2 separate regions of the Gossypium hirsutum genome follow, and region 1 is linked to region 2. The links are chromatin contacts, called in public Hi-C maps. All regions are on one chromosome and are shown on one strand. Each heading gives the region's core, a stretch centred on a gene start, on an enhancer-like site or on the middle of the called end of the contact. The rest is flanking DNA. Distances are from core to core; before and after follow the strand shown. Region 1 holds the start of LOC107913395 (kinesin-like protein KIN-14B). Region 2 holds the start of LOC107891834 (serine hydroxymethyltransferase, mitochondrial).

Region 1 (6,797 bases), core at 1,970-4,469, 890 kb after region 2:
GATGGAATTCTCAAGTGCCCGAGTTCCATTTTACTAAGGTTACGAAAGGCTAAAATTAAAAAAAAGAACTAAATCCGGTGAATGACTATAAGAATGAAATCGTGGATTTGTTTATAGTTAAAAGAGGTAACCTTATAAGATTTATGAACTTTGTCATACGTTTGATAACTCATGTTTAAGTAAACAAAAGTTCATTTGATTTCACTTATGGATATGAACATGTATGTCTAAGTATGTTTATCCATTTGCTATAATTTTATCATGTTATTTATCATTTTGTTCAACTTGTCCTTTGAGTTTATCATTAACTTGGTTAGCTATGTTAAAAAGGGGAAAAGTAAGTATGGTAATTTTCATTTACTAAGCATTTATGCTTATGCACCATTATCTTTATGCATAGATATTGATTTTGGATTTGTAAAGCCCAACTTGACCATCGAATCATCACACCATCAACAAAACTTTTGAGAGTCTGAAATTAACATATATGTAATTTGTGGCATGTACTTAAGGTGTCAATCCTTTGTATATATGCTAATTTCATATTTCATTACCTAATTAAGTATTTGAATGTTTAGTTACTAAGTTTGGAGTCTCATTTGATCAACTTAAACTTTCGTAATTGTACGAACTTTTGTTTATGTATGCATTTTCTCATTTTTACTTGAGCTAGTAAATGAATTATTACTAAACTTATTTTGGATGCATTCATGAGGTCCTAATATGTCTTTAATACTTACCTTGATGATATGTGAGAGTGGTTCCAGTAGAACATGTATTGAGATTGAGTCTTAGATGATTTCATGTGACCTTTTAAGTGTGTTTTGGGGTTACCTTGTTAGGAGGTGTTTTAGTATGTGTTTGAGGTGTTTTAAATTTGAATTTTTAGTCATCAAAACATCCAAGTCAATGAGAAAAAAAATGAATAGTTTCAGGGAGAAGTATCGATATTCCAGAGGTACCAATACCTCTATCCCTAGTTAAGCCAACTGCACTAGCTCGTTTTGACTCTTGGAGACTCATTTTGGGTCATGGACATTTCTGAATCTTTTGTAAATGATGTTAGGATGTTTTACGGGTTTCAAAATGATTTTATCCCAATTTTATGATTATATTCAAATTGTTTCAAAGTTTAAATTGTTAAATATTTTTGAAATTATCACTATGTATGTGTTTTGGTGGCATCTCCCATCTGTATCGAATGCCGGAACAGGTGAGGGGTGTTACAAATTTCCATAACTTGAAGCCTTTAGGTAGAGGGTCATTAACCTTAAGCACCACCTTTAATCTCATAATCTCGTTTCAGTTGAAATTATCCTTATTAGTTTTGAAATCCACTATTGTAACTTTGAAGAATATCTTCTAATCTTTAGTAATTTTTCCTTGATCCTTTGCTAGATAGGTACCTTGTGGATTTATACCTAGGACTCAAAAGTTGAAAAGTCAATATCTTCTTTGTTATCTCCGTTCTACCACTCTCTAGGATCAAGTGACAATCCATGAAAGACGAAGGAGTAAAGCACAAAAAAATTTTATTATCCCTTTTTTTTTTGAAAATGAATACGAGTATGTTTCATTCGAAATCATGAACCTCAAAAAGACCCTCAAAGAGCCACACATTCTTTAGAATCATCATTGGTCTCGTTCTAACTTCTTTATTCGGAACTACTTTTTTTACTTGATAGAGTTTCCTGACTCAATCATCGATTTTGGCATTTGCCTTTAGATAAATCACGATGAGTTTATTTTTAAGGTTTTTGCTCACAATATCATTCACAACATCCTTGTTATCGTTATCTAGAGCAATGCAAACTAGCAAAATAAGAGAATGGAACGGAAATATGTTGAAAAACTAGAAAGTGACTTATGCTATGTTTGGTTAATTGTTACTAGTGTAATAAGATGAAGAAAAAGTTTACAATTAACCAATAACTAAAACATGTAAAAATATATTACTTTAATCAAACGTGACATTAGAGTTTAAATGGAAAATCAAAAGAGAGGTGATTATAAATAAGAAAGAGATCACCGAGAGAATCAACAACCATAGAAGATTTCACAGAGATGGAAAAAGAGATTTGTAATTCATGTTAAGAAAACTTATGAAAAAGCTACTTGGTATTGCAATGATAGTAAGAAAAGCAATACGTCAGAAACTAAGAAATCATTTATAGAAAAATAAAATGTCTGCATCTACACTCAAAATATGATGATGTTCATCATCATTTCAAAAGATGGTGCCACCCATCCCTTTTTATTATTTTATCACAGCCTTTTTAATTCTTTAATAAGAAACTAATAAATTCTTTGTACCCCAAAAAAAAAAAGAAAAGAAAAGTTGATAAAATCTGATTTCAAATGCATGCTATAAAGAAAATTAGCCTTTCAGTGTTTTTTTTTGGGTAAATAGGAATGTTTGAAAGGGTGAGGCGGGTTTTGCCATATCCAAAAGGAACAAAGCCTGCCAACAAATTAAAAAAAAGAAAATCATAGAAACATGTTTTTGCCAGCTCATCCTGCAAACACACATAATTTTGCTCTCAATAAACTCACCCATGACCCAACCACAAATAACTTATAAAAAGCTTTCAAATTTTGGGATAAAGAACAAACAATTCACAGGCAGTTTTCTTGTGTTGTCCGTAGATCAAATTTATCCGTCTTTCAAAAGTTTTGGATTAACCATACCTAATTCATCATCGTGTGATTTATTTATTTATTTTAAAAAATTCAGGTAATATTTAAATTTGATATATGATAATACTTCTCACAATTGATTTAAGGATATGTTTTTATAAAAAAATAATTTATTTTTGATGGATGATGAATTTATATTATTGGTTTTACTTTTTAAAAAGCTCAATTGTTATTTAATTATTTAACAAGATGGATAACATTAATTGATCCGTTATGTATATTATAGATTTCAAAATAAATATAATAATAAAAATGTGGAAGGGAGGGGGCAGAAATTTGGATTGGACAAAAAATTAAAACCAATACAAAATTGAGTTAAATGTTGATCCAACACATTTATGAACAGATGTTTGGACACGCTGAAGCATAAGAAATCACACGCTCCCTCTCTATTTAAAAGAAAAACAAACAGTCTGTGGTGCGTGAGAGCGATTTCCGAACCATTTCCAAACGCACATTTGATTGCGTCTGAAATTGTCCCACATAATTGTTCCCTTCATAAAGTTTGGAAAATGACTACGTTTTACGCCCAGTCCCACCCGTTTCCCCCATCCCCTCGTTTATAATCCCCAAAGAGGGAAAAATTAAAAATAAAATTGAAAAATTAAAATTAAAATTAAAATTAAAATGAGCCAAACATAGCTCATCGGGAACGCAGCATTTACATTACTGCTACTACTACCACTAGATTTTGAAAAACCCCTGCCTCTTTTTGGATATTATTTTTTTGAGCTTTTATTCATTTTTTCCCCAATTTGTTTGGGGCGATGGGGGAGCAGAAGAGTAGCAACAATAACCGGTGGAACTGGGAGGTGAGTGGCTTCGAGCCACGGCGGACGTCGCCGTCGTCTCCGGAGGACCTACCTAGGGCCAGTGTTGCGCCGTTGATGCGACGGTACTCGATCTCGGCTGCCTCCTCGTTGGCTTCGCCGTTTTCTTCGGAATTTTCTAAGCAGGCTTTGGCTTCTAAGGTGCTCCGATTGAAGGATAAAGTTAAGGTAACGGTGTGAATCGGCTTCGGATTGTCAAAGTTTTCGAGTGATTAGTGTTTTAGCTGGTAACTTGTTCCGATGGAGTTGAAGAAGTCGCTTTAGTCTATCAATGTGATTTTAACTAAGCTCCGTTTTTAGGAATTAACATGCAGTGTTTTTGAGTAGTTTGTTTTAATCTATAAATTTTAACAAATACAACTAGAATATGCTTTTTTAATGTCATTTTCTGGAAGATTAGGTTTGCTGGGAAATTGATCCAAATTCAATGGAGGAGCTCAAAACTGTATAAAATTTTAATGGCAAATTAGAATTTGGATTTGATGAACCACAACTTGGTCATCAGTTTCTGGAATGTGAATTGCTGTTCATGCAGAAAACTCAGTTAGTTGAGAATGTTTAATACTGGTCGCATTCTTGCTACACAAGCTTCGGATCCTTCTTGATGATCCAAATTGTGTTGGTTTCAACTGTTGTAAGATTGTGCATTGTGTCAAATGTCGATTGGGATGCCCCTTTTTATGATATTTGAGTGGACTTTGTTGCCCAGTATTTGGATGAAAAGAAAAGTTTTCCCCTCCTATCCTATATGGCAATTTTATGATAGTTCTGTGGAAAACTTCTAATACTGATAATGAATCTTTGACATAATGCATGTGCTGATCTTGAGGGACAACAACACGAGCCATTACCAAACAGTGGCTTGAGAATAGCAAATGAAATAGCTGGCTGACAATTCAAAAGTCAATTAATCTAATGTTAATATACTCCAAGGTCTGGCTTATTTTTCTTGGGAAGCCATTAAGGGATCTGTGCTCTGGTTTTCGGATGTGATACTTGTCTTTGATTCTATTAATAAATGAGCTTCTATATTATTACCTAAGTTTTGTTGTATCTCCTTGGTCTGAAAAGATAGCATATGGATTAGGTGATTGCTTGGGTTGAAGTTGATTACGAAATTTTGAGTGAATAATTTTGACTCTTGTCATATGCATTCAAGCTTTATGAAAGAACAGTTTTGGAAATCCTTAATTTCTCTGGTATTTTCTGAAGTCTGAAATAATGATTGGTAACATATGATGTCTTTGATGTTAGAAGCTTTTTTGGGGTGGGACTAAAGCAAAAATTGTTTTGGCTCACTATAGTAATTTAGTAAGCATTCTGGGTTTTATCATTGTAGTGTCTTGTGTTTGATGCATTTTTTTATTACATTAATTTGGCAGCTTGCAAAAGAAGACTACTTGGAGTTGCGACAGGAAGTTAATGATCTGCAGGAATATTCAAATGCTAAACTCGATCGACTTACACGTTACCTAGGTGTTCTTGCTGATAAAACTCGTAAACTAGGTAATATATTAAGGTTTAGTGGCAGTTTGTTTGGGTTACGTTCATGAATTCCTTATGCTTCAGCTATTTTAGTGCTTGGTTTGCATGTCTAATGGTATATTCCAAAGATTCTTCTCCGGGGTTTGGTTTATTTGTAATCACCTTGTAATTTTTAGAAGAAACATTGTGCTATTTTTTCCTGTTGCCTATGATTTTGTGCTCATGAGATGAATTTTGAGATAAAAATTTAAAGAAAAAAGTTAAAAGTGCTTTATGTTGACCCCTTGTCCAAAAAGAACAAAGGGGATCCAAAAATGCTTTTAAAAGAAGCACTAAGAAGAAATAAGGAGAGCAAAAGAAATTAGTTGTTTGGTTAAAAACAGTAAAAAGGATAAAGAAAATAAATTCTTTATTTCCTTTATGCATGTTGCAGGAGTTGTGTCACCCTTGTTTTAATGCCTTTTATTGGAAGTTTGCTGCTGAAGCATGGAAATATAACCACTAGGGAAGCTAAAATGTGGTAACGTCATAAATGTTTGGTAATATGGATATGGTAATCAACCAAAGCATTATGAGGGTCTCCTGTTTATCCACAATTTTATGCATTTGATGGTGAATGGTGTGATTTTGTTTTGTTAGGTTTGTCTTCAATTTTTTTTGTTTGATAAGATCATTCAAGAATTTGTATTCTATTTGACAATAAAAGAAAGGTGGGAAAGCAAAGTAAAGAGCATCATATCTTAAAAATATAAATTACTGCAAATTGATAAAATACCTGTATACTCCAAATGGTTACACTATTGCCCCTTCATTTCAAGATTTTGTTGTTGCTGAGTTCTATTACTTCTATTGATGGTTATAAATTGTCTCTAAATATAAATGGCAGATCAATTTGCCCTTGAAAGTGAGGCTAGAATATCTCCGTTGGTCAATGAGAAGAAAAGGTTGTTTAATGACTTATTGACAGCCAAAGGTACTTTCCAACTTTGTACTTTCCAACTAGCATGTATTATTTCTATCTGTTTTTCATGTCATGATGATAGTACTTTTCTTTGAGAAATGAGATTCTTTTTTCAGGAAACATAAAGTTATTTTGTCGGACAAGACCACTTTTTGAAGATGAAGGTCCTTCAGTTGTTGAATTTCCTGATGAGTGTACTATTCGTATAAATACCGGTGATGATACAATTGCCAACCCCAAAAAAGATTTTGAATTTGACAGGGTTTATGGGCCTCATGTTGGACAAGGTTAGTACCGTTTCTTTTATTAATTTAAGAAAGAAGGAATTGACCAGAATTTGTGACTGTCAAAATATCTAATTTACTTTTTTATTGCTGGTAGTGGTTATACATGTTAGTTAAAACAAGAGTATAATGACATATGTTTCTCTGTAGCTGAGCTGTTCAGTGATGTTCAACCATTTGTGCAATCAGCCTTGGATGGATATAATATTTCCATATTTGCTTACGGACAAACTCAGTCAGGAAAGACACACACCATGGTTGTTTCCCTCTATTTCTCTCTCTACATGTGTGTCATATGTGCATGTGCTCTTGCACTATGTCTATGTATCTATCTATAAGATCAAAACTAGAATTGCTATGCATTTACTTGGGATAAAATGGCGAATTACCATCTTATTAGATAATCTCTCTCTCTCTTATTATTTTTAATTTTTTTTCTTATAAATATGTTTGATACATTAGTTTGATGGTTAAGATATTCATGTTTGCCACTAGTGGCTCTCACTTCCTCCAATGGAGCATCTTGTATCACTAGTTATG
Region 2 (6,667 bases), core at 570-3,069:
TGATAACCATGAGAGAGATGACCACCATGGGGAAGATCAAGTGCCATAATTCTGTCATGAGGCTTTAAGAGTGCAGTGTAAACTTGAAAATTGGAAGGAGAACCAGAAAGGGGCTGCACATTCACTGCCATACAACAAAGTTCGATGAACATAGAAACCATGTCAGCAACCAAATGCTAATAAGGCTCAAAACAGAAACAAAAGCTCTTCCCAAAACGTGAAGCATCAACAAGTAACTAAATTTATAGCCATAATAAAATTAGACATATCTCTTACCTCCCCATTTTTCAGGATCTAACCTGAATGCTTCCAGAGCACGCTTCTGACACAATATCTCTGCCATGTCGATGTACCTAAAACATGAAACTTAAAATCACTCAAGCATCCAAGTATAACATAAATTTACTGATTCTGGTCAAATCAAACACCCAAAAACAATATATTGGTAATTGGTAGAATCAAAAAGAGCATGAAGAAAGATGAACTTACTCATTCCCTCCATAGTATCTAGCACCGGGATACCCTTCACTGTACTTGTTGGTCATGATAGACCCAACTGCTTGCATCACTGACACCGACGTGAAGTTCTCCGATGGAATGAGTTCAAGTCCCTTTGAAAACCAAACATGTTTTATTTCACTTAATTTAAAAATCTTAAAAACTTTATAATTTTAGCATGTTCATGCACTTAAATAAGTATTTCCTGATCATCAACAGTACATGTGATCTTAGTTTATCAATCAGTTTACAACAGAGTAGCCTAATTTATCTATTATCTGCTATGAAATTCAAATATGACTCTTAAAGTATTCTTTTATGCATCATTATTGAAATTCTTCTTTGAAAAAAAATTAGTTAACATGATATAAATGTGAAGGAAATGAAATTGAAAAGTTGGAACTTGGATAAGAAGGTACCTTCCATTGGCGCGCTTTTTCAAGTTCGATGATGTCAGCAATTTCAGGATCAACGGTTTCAAGTGGAGCATTCAGTTGCTTTGGCCACTGTATAGAAAGAAAGATTTAAAAATTTTTAATTGAATAGTTAAAGTGAAATAAAGAGAGTATTTTCAATCTAAAACTAAATAAACTGAAACTAGAATTCTTTTAAAAAAAGAAGTTTACAGTGACGCCAGGTTTCTCCTTCTCGTACACAGCTTCATTTGGCAAAGACGACTGCACTCACCAATTAAAAAAACAGATTAAAAAGGAAATGATTGCAGAAATTCCGAAGAAGAAGAAATGAAAGAGAAGAAGAAACCATGTAATAGAGGGAAGGGGCATTGAAGAAAGGACGGAGAGGCTTGTCAATGGAAGAGGAGAGTCGTCGAAGCGCCATTGCCATGGCCATTTTTGTTTTTCTTCTTGTTTTGGGTTGTGGAAGAAGGTAGTTAGTTGAAGTGGAGGTGATTCATATATGCAAAGCTTGTTTGTGGCATTGGGTGTGGGTAAGCTATTGGTGGTTGTAAATGGAATGACGATTTCTATTTTTATTTTAATTTTGTGGGTTAAAATATTCGGGACTTGGCTTTATTTTGGTTGCATCTCTGATTCTAAGACACTGTCCCTTGTCTCAATGCAATAATGCTGTGCGTCTCTAACGAGTAAGGATGGTGAATTGGGGGATGGTGATGAGAAGAAAACTAAGCCATGAAGGGCTTATCCAAACTCTCCCTTTCTTAGCCACAGAGATACATATTAGCTGATAAATATCTCAAACGTAAATTTGAGAGAGAGGGATTTGGCCACCGAAGGTCTGGACTGTTTCTCCTACAACTCTTTTGTCATTTTCGCCAACAATTTTGTATACCAATGTTAGTTGGACAAAAAAGCCTTACAATTTAGAAATCTAGAACACCATTGGGCTCCTAGTCGGTTTGTACAGTTAAATGTCAAACTATGTCGTTAGGCCCAAACTGAGTACTGGCGAGGCGGGCTTATGGCCACCTACACTGCACTCTAGATTTCCCCCCTTTGTCTTCTTGTTTAACCATCCATTACAGATCTAGTTTTACACAATAATTTTCGGCAAAATCATCAATCAACTATCAGTAAAATTTTATAGTTACACAATTTTAAAATGTTACAAAATAATTATCAAATTATTTGAAAGTCTTCATTTAAATCATTAGGTTATTAAAATTGTTGTTACATGACCATCTCTTTTCACATCTCTTGTCCTAATCAAAAGCTCTCTTTCTTCTTCTCTTTTACATTTAGTTTTTTTTTTCATAAAACAATTTTAAATGTCACGATACTCCAAATCAAAATTCAAAAACCTTTCTTCTTCGATTTTCAGCACTAACCGTCAATCAATTTGGATCTATGATATATTTTTCTACTCATTGATGAGTACTAATCTACCTACTGATTGTCAATTTGTTGCTTGGAGCTTATTAGTCGAATTTTAAAAAAAAAACTTAATAACTCCGTGACTTAAATAAAAAATTTTGAACAGTTCAGCCACTTAAACAAAAAATTTCTAATAATTTAATGATCATTTTGTAAGTTTTTGAAATTTAGTGACCAAAACGTACAGTTACTAATAATTTAACAACCTTGGATGTAGTTTACGCAATCTCTTTTTATAATTCTGATAGGTGGATTATTATTTAATAATTATTTTAATTTAAATTTAAAAATAAATTTATAGATATTAAATAATACATATTTGATGCAAATCATGCAACATAAATGGGTTTTTTACAATAATATTATAAAAAAAATAAAAATTTACGAAAATATTATAACTTTTTTATTTACCAAAATATATAAATTTTTTTATTTACCAAAATATATAAAAAAAACTAAAAAAATCAGATCGATGTGACAATTAACTTGTCACGCCAATGGTATTGGCGGCACCAAAGGTGCCAAAACCATTGGCGGCACCAATGGTGCCATACTAATTAGCGGCACCACTCGTATTATAAATACGACCTCTGTCCAGCTGAAGAGAGAAAAATCAAAAGAAAAAAAAAGAAGAAGAAGAGTTGGCGCGGAAAAGAAGAGAAAAAGAGAGAAAAAAAGGAGAAAAAAGAGGTATTTTTTTAAAAATAATTGATTATATTGTTGTTATTATTTTGTATATTTTGTAATATTTTTTGTTTTAATTTAGTTATTAAGATTAATAAAACTCAAAATAATAGTATTAGTTAGTATTATTGTTGTTGTTGTTGTTGTTGTTGTTGTTGTTGTTGTTGTTGTTGTTGTTGTTGTTAGTATTAAGATGTTATTAATGTATTAAGATGTAACTTAGTAATATTATTGTTAGAAGAAAACTAGTATTATTATTATGGTTACTTATTATTTTTATTTATGAAAATAAACTAGTTAGTAAAAAACTAGTATTATTATTATAGTTAGTTAGTTAGTTATTATTTTTAGTAAAATTAATAATTTTAGTGTGTATTATTTTGTGTATTATTTTGAGTATAATTTTTTTTAAGTAATTCAGTTACCGTTCAAGATTTTTTATGAGATTTTGTTTTTTTTATTTGACAGATTAAATATTGAAGATGGATGCTAAGTTTCTTGTATGCGTTTATTTCGATGGAGTCATATTGATAACAAGTGTTGGATGCGTATTTGAATGTCAGCAACAAATAGCAATGAGATTTAATAGAAATGTATCGTTCGATGAAATGAAGGCAAGGATTAATGCAAAAATCCATAGACATTGTGGGAGAAGGATATCAAAAATTTTCTACAAGTTTCCAGTTTCGACAAATCCGGTCAAATTCGTCGAAATGGAACTTGTAGACGACGAAGACTTGGAGACAATGGTCAATCTCTACTGTGGGAATAGGAGTGAGAAGAATGCACCGATTCACTTATTTGCTGAGTTAGTTGGTATGGAGCAAAATGCATCTGATGAAGAAGACGGGGCTGAAGAACCGCGGATGGTGGCTCCAATATCATACGTTGATAATGAATCAACTATGGGTGGGATCGGTATTGACCTGAATAGTACAACCGATGTTGACATGGTTGGTGGTGAAGAAGAAGGTGCCGGCGAAGAAGAAGGTGCCGACGAAGAAGAATGTGGTGGCGATAATTGGGATGAAGAGGTCGATAGTGACGCTGATCCCGATGTGGACGATGTACCTGATGATATTGACGCTGAAGATGTCAACAATGATGAAGGCATTAACGCTTCTTCGGTCTGGGAGCAGATGCGGCGTATTGTGATACACAATAATCCTGAGCCACACACAGCGTATGTATCTGAGTTTCCGGAGTACCCTGAAATAGTTCATTCTCACGGGCTAGCCGTAACATCTGATGATGATGAGTTATTCATAGGCCAGAGATTCAGCTGTAAAGAAGAGTGCGTATATGCCATTAAACGGTACAGCATGAAGATATCGGTGGATTATAAAGTCACCGTCTCTACTCAGACAATATATGTTGGGGAGTGTTGGAAGGCAGCGGAAGGCTGCAATTGGCGGGTACGAGCCGCATTCATTAGAAGTTCTCAGATGTGGGATATACGAAAATTTGTTGGTCCTCATATATGCACATCAACACGTATGACAGAAGATCATGGAAAACTTGATTCGAAAACTATTTGTACGTGTATCATGCCAATGGTGAAGGATATACCGACCATTAGAGTTTCGGTACTCATTGCGAAAATGCAAGCACGATTCCAGTATCGAGTTTCATATCGGAAGGCATGAGTAGCTAAACAGATGGCGATGGAGCAACTGTATGGGGATTACGATTCATCGTATAACGAGCTTCAAGGTTGGATAGCTGCTATGCGGGAGTACGTACCGGGGACTGTGATTGAGTTGCAGACAAGTCCATATTACGGCCCGGATGAGCAGTTACAGCCGGCAAAAAGGATTTTCCATCGGATGTTCTGGACGTTCGATCCATGTGTGCGGGCATTTCCCCACTACAAGCCACTTGTGCAGGTGGATGAGACCTAGTTGTATGGAAAATATACACAGATACTGCTTCTTACAATTGCTCAAGACGGTAACAGAAATGTGCTCCCGATAGCATTTGCTATCGTAGATAAAGAGAACATGGAGTCTCGGGAATTCTTCCTCACAAATCTGCGGAGGTATGTTATTAGGAACGATAACATTTGCATCATCTCCGATAGAGGGAAGAGTTTAATTGCAGCTATTAGGCGTTCCGGTGTGCCATGGAGATCCGTTTACTGCATTCGTCACATTGCGTCAAACTTCCATAAAGAATACAAAAATGCAGACTGGAAGAGACAAGTCGTGGCAATGGGTAAATGATAACCTTATCTTTTCAATCTAAGTTGTAATGTTTGATATTATTGACTTACTAGAACTTATTTTTCGTTAATACGTATGCAGCGTACGAGTTAAAGCCACATATTTTCCGGCAAAGAATGAACCGACTTGAGAGTGACATGGAGGGGCAGACAAACACATCTTTCCGGCAATGGTTGCGCACAATGGAGCCGTGGCAGTGGGCTTAAAGTTTTGACGAGGGCTTTCGTTATGGCCACATGACCACAAACTTAGTCGAGGGGATCAACGCTGTCTTGTTGAAAACACGTCATCTTCTGATTGCATCGGTATTTTCTGCTACTTTCTACAGGTTGGCTACATTGATGCCAAGAATGGGGGGCAGCAAGTCGACCAGATTCAGGCGGGACATGTGTTTATCGAACATGTGAGGGATGCAATGGTCGTAAACCGTCGGTTGGCAAGGTCAATGAACGTGGAAATATATTCACGATGACTGGAAACGTTTCGAGTTACTGAGAACATCAGTCGTCGAACTAGGTTCTACGGAGTTGATCTCCAGAACAGACGGTGCGAATGCAGAAAGTCCGAAACACTTCATTATCCCTGTGCACATGTCGTGGCAGCGTGTGCTAAAGTCAACCTTGATGCTGAACAATATGTCGATAATGTGTACACGCTGGAGCGCACATTGCGTGTCTGGGAGAATGAGTTCCCCGTCCTGCCGGACCTATCTACGTGGGAGGTACCGCCGATCACTTTTGAGCTTCTCCCAGACGCAGGGCTACGGAGGAAAGCAAGGGGTCGTCCGCAGTCAAGCAGAATCAGTAATGAGATGGACATTAGGGAGAAATCTGACGGAAAGCGTTGTGGAATATTTAGGTTAAGTGGTCATAGCCGGAATAAATGCCCTAACTGAAACTTTCATGTCGAACAGTCGTCGGGATCGGGGCGAAATTGAGCTACTGACCCAAAATTTTTATGTATATTGTTATAAAAGGTAATTTTAAGATTATATCGATTTTTTTATTCGGCTTATGCTTACGCTTAAATTGTATCCAAATTGTAACATTACCATTTAAATTGTAACATAAAATTCAGAAGTAAGCAATAACTAAAATACAAATATGGCATTTATGGAAAAAGTGCATTAAACCTAAATTTGATGGTTCGATGGTGTTGTCCGGGGGGTATACCTACGCGGAGGTCAACGCTCACGGCCTGGGCGACGACTAACATCCTCATCGTCCGCAGGTGGGGGCGTGGAAAACGTAGAGGAAAGGTCTTGTTGGTCGTTCGCCGCCGATGAACTTGAACCATCATGAGTCCTATAATGCTGCGGATACGTGTCGGACGGGCCGGGCATGCTGTACTGCGACCGGGGGGATCCAAATAGTTCAAATTCATAGGTGTATTCGCCCTATGTGAAGCTCG

What was found. A called contact is a pair of places that touch in the nucleus more often than the background predicts.
Region 1: a contact with region 2 is called in a Hi-C map of leaf, with 3 times the contacts expected there. The contact joins the promoter of LOC107913395 here to the promoter of LOC107891834 in region 2. A contact is called at or near these places in 2 of 34 Hi-C or Micro-C datasets (both in leaf).

The regions. Positions count from the first base shown.
Region 1 is chrD11:31,984,908-31,991,704 of Gossypium_hirsutum_v2.1, forward strand. LOC107913395 (kinesin-like protein KIN-14B) reads left to right here and starts at 3,220. Exons shown (of 24, transcript XM_041104044.1): 1 at 3,220-3,695; 2 at 4,910-5,033; 3 at 5,899-5,985; 4 at 6,090-6,260; 5 at 6,408-6,514. The coding sequence starts at 3,465.
Region 2 is chrD11:31,096,069-31,102,735 of Gossypium_hirsutum_v2.1, forward strand. LOC107891834 (serine hydroxymethyltransferase, mitochondrial) reads right to left here and starts at 1,820. Exons shown (of 15, transcript XM_041104035.1): 1 at 1,261-1,820; 2 at 1,125-1,175; 3 at 918-1,004; 4 at 490-611; 5 at 277-353; 6 at 1-124. The coding sequence starts at 1,350.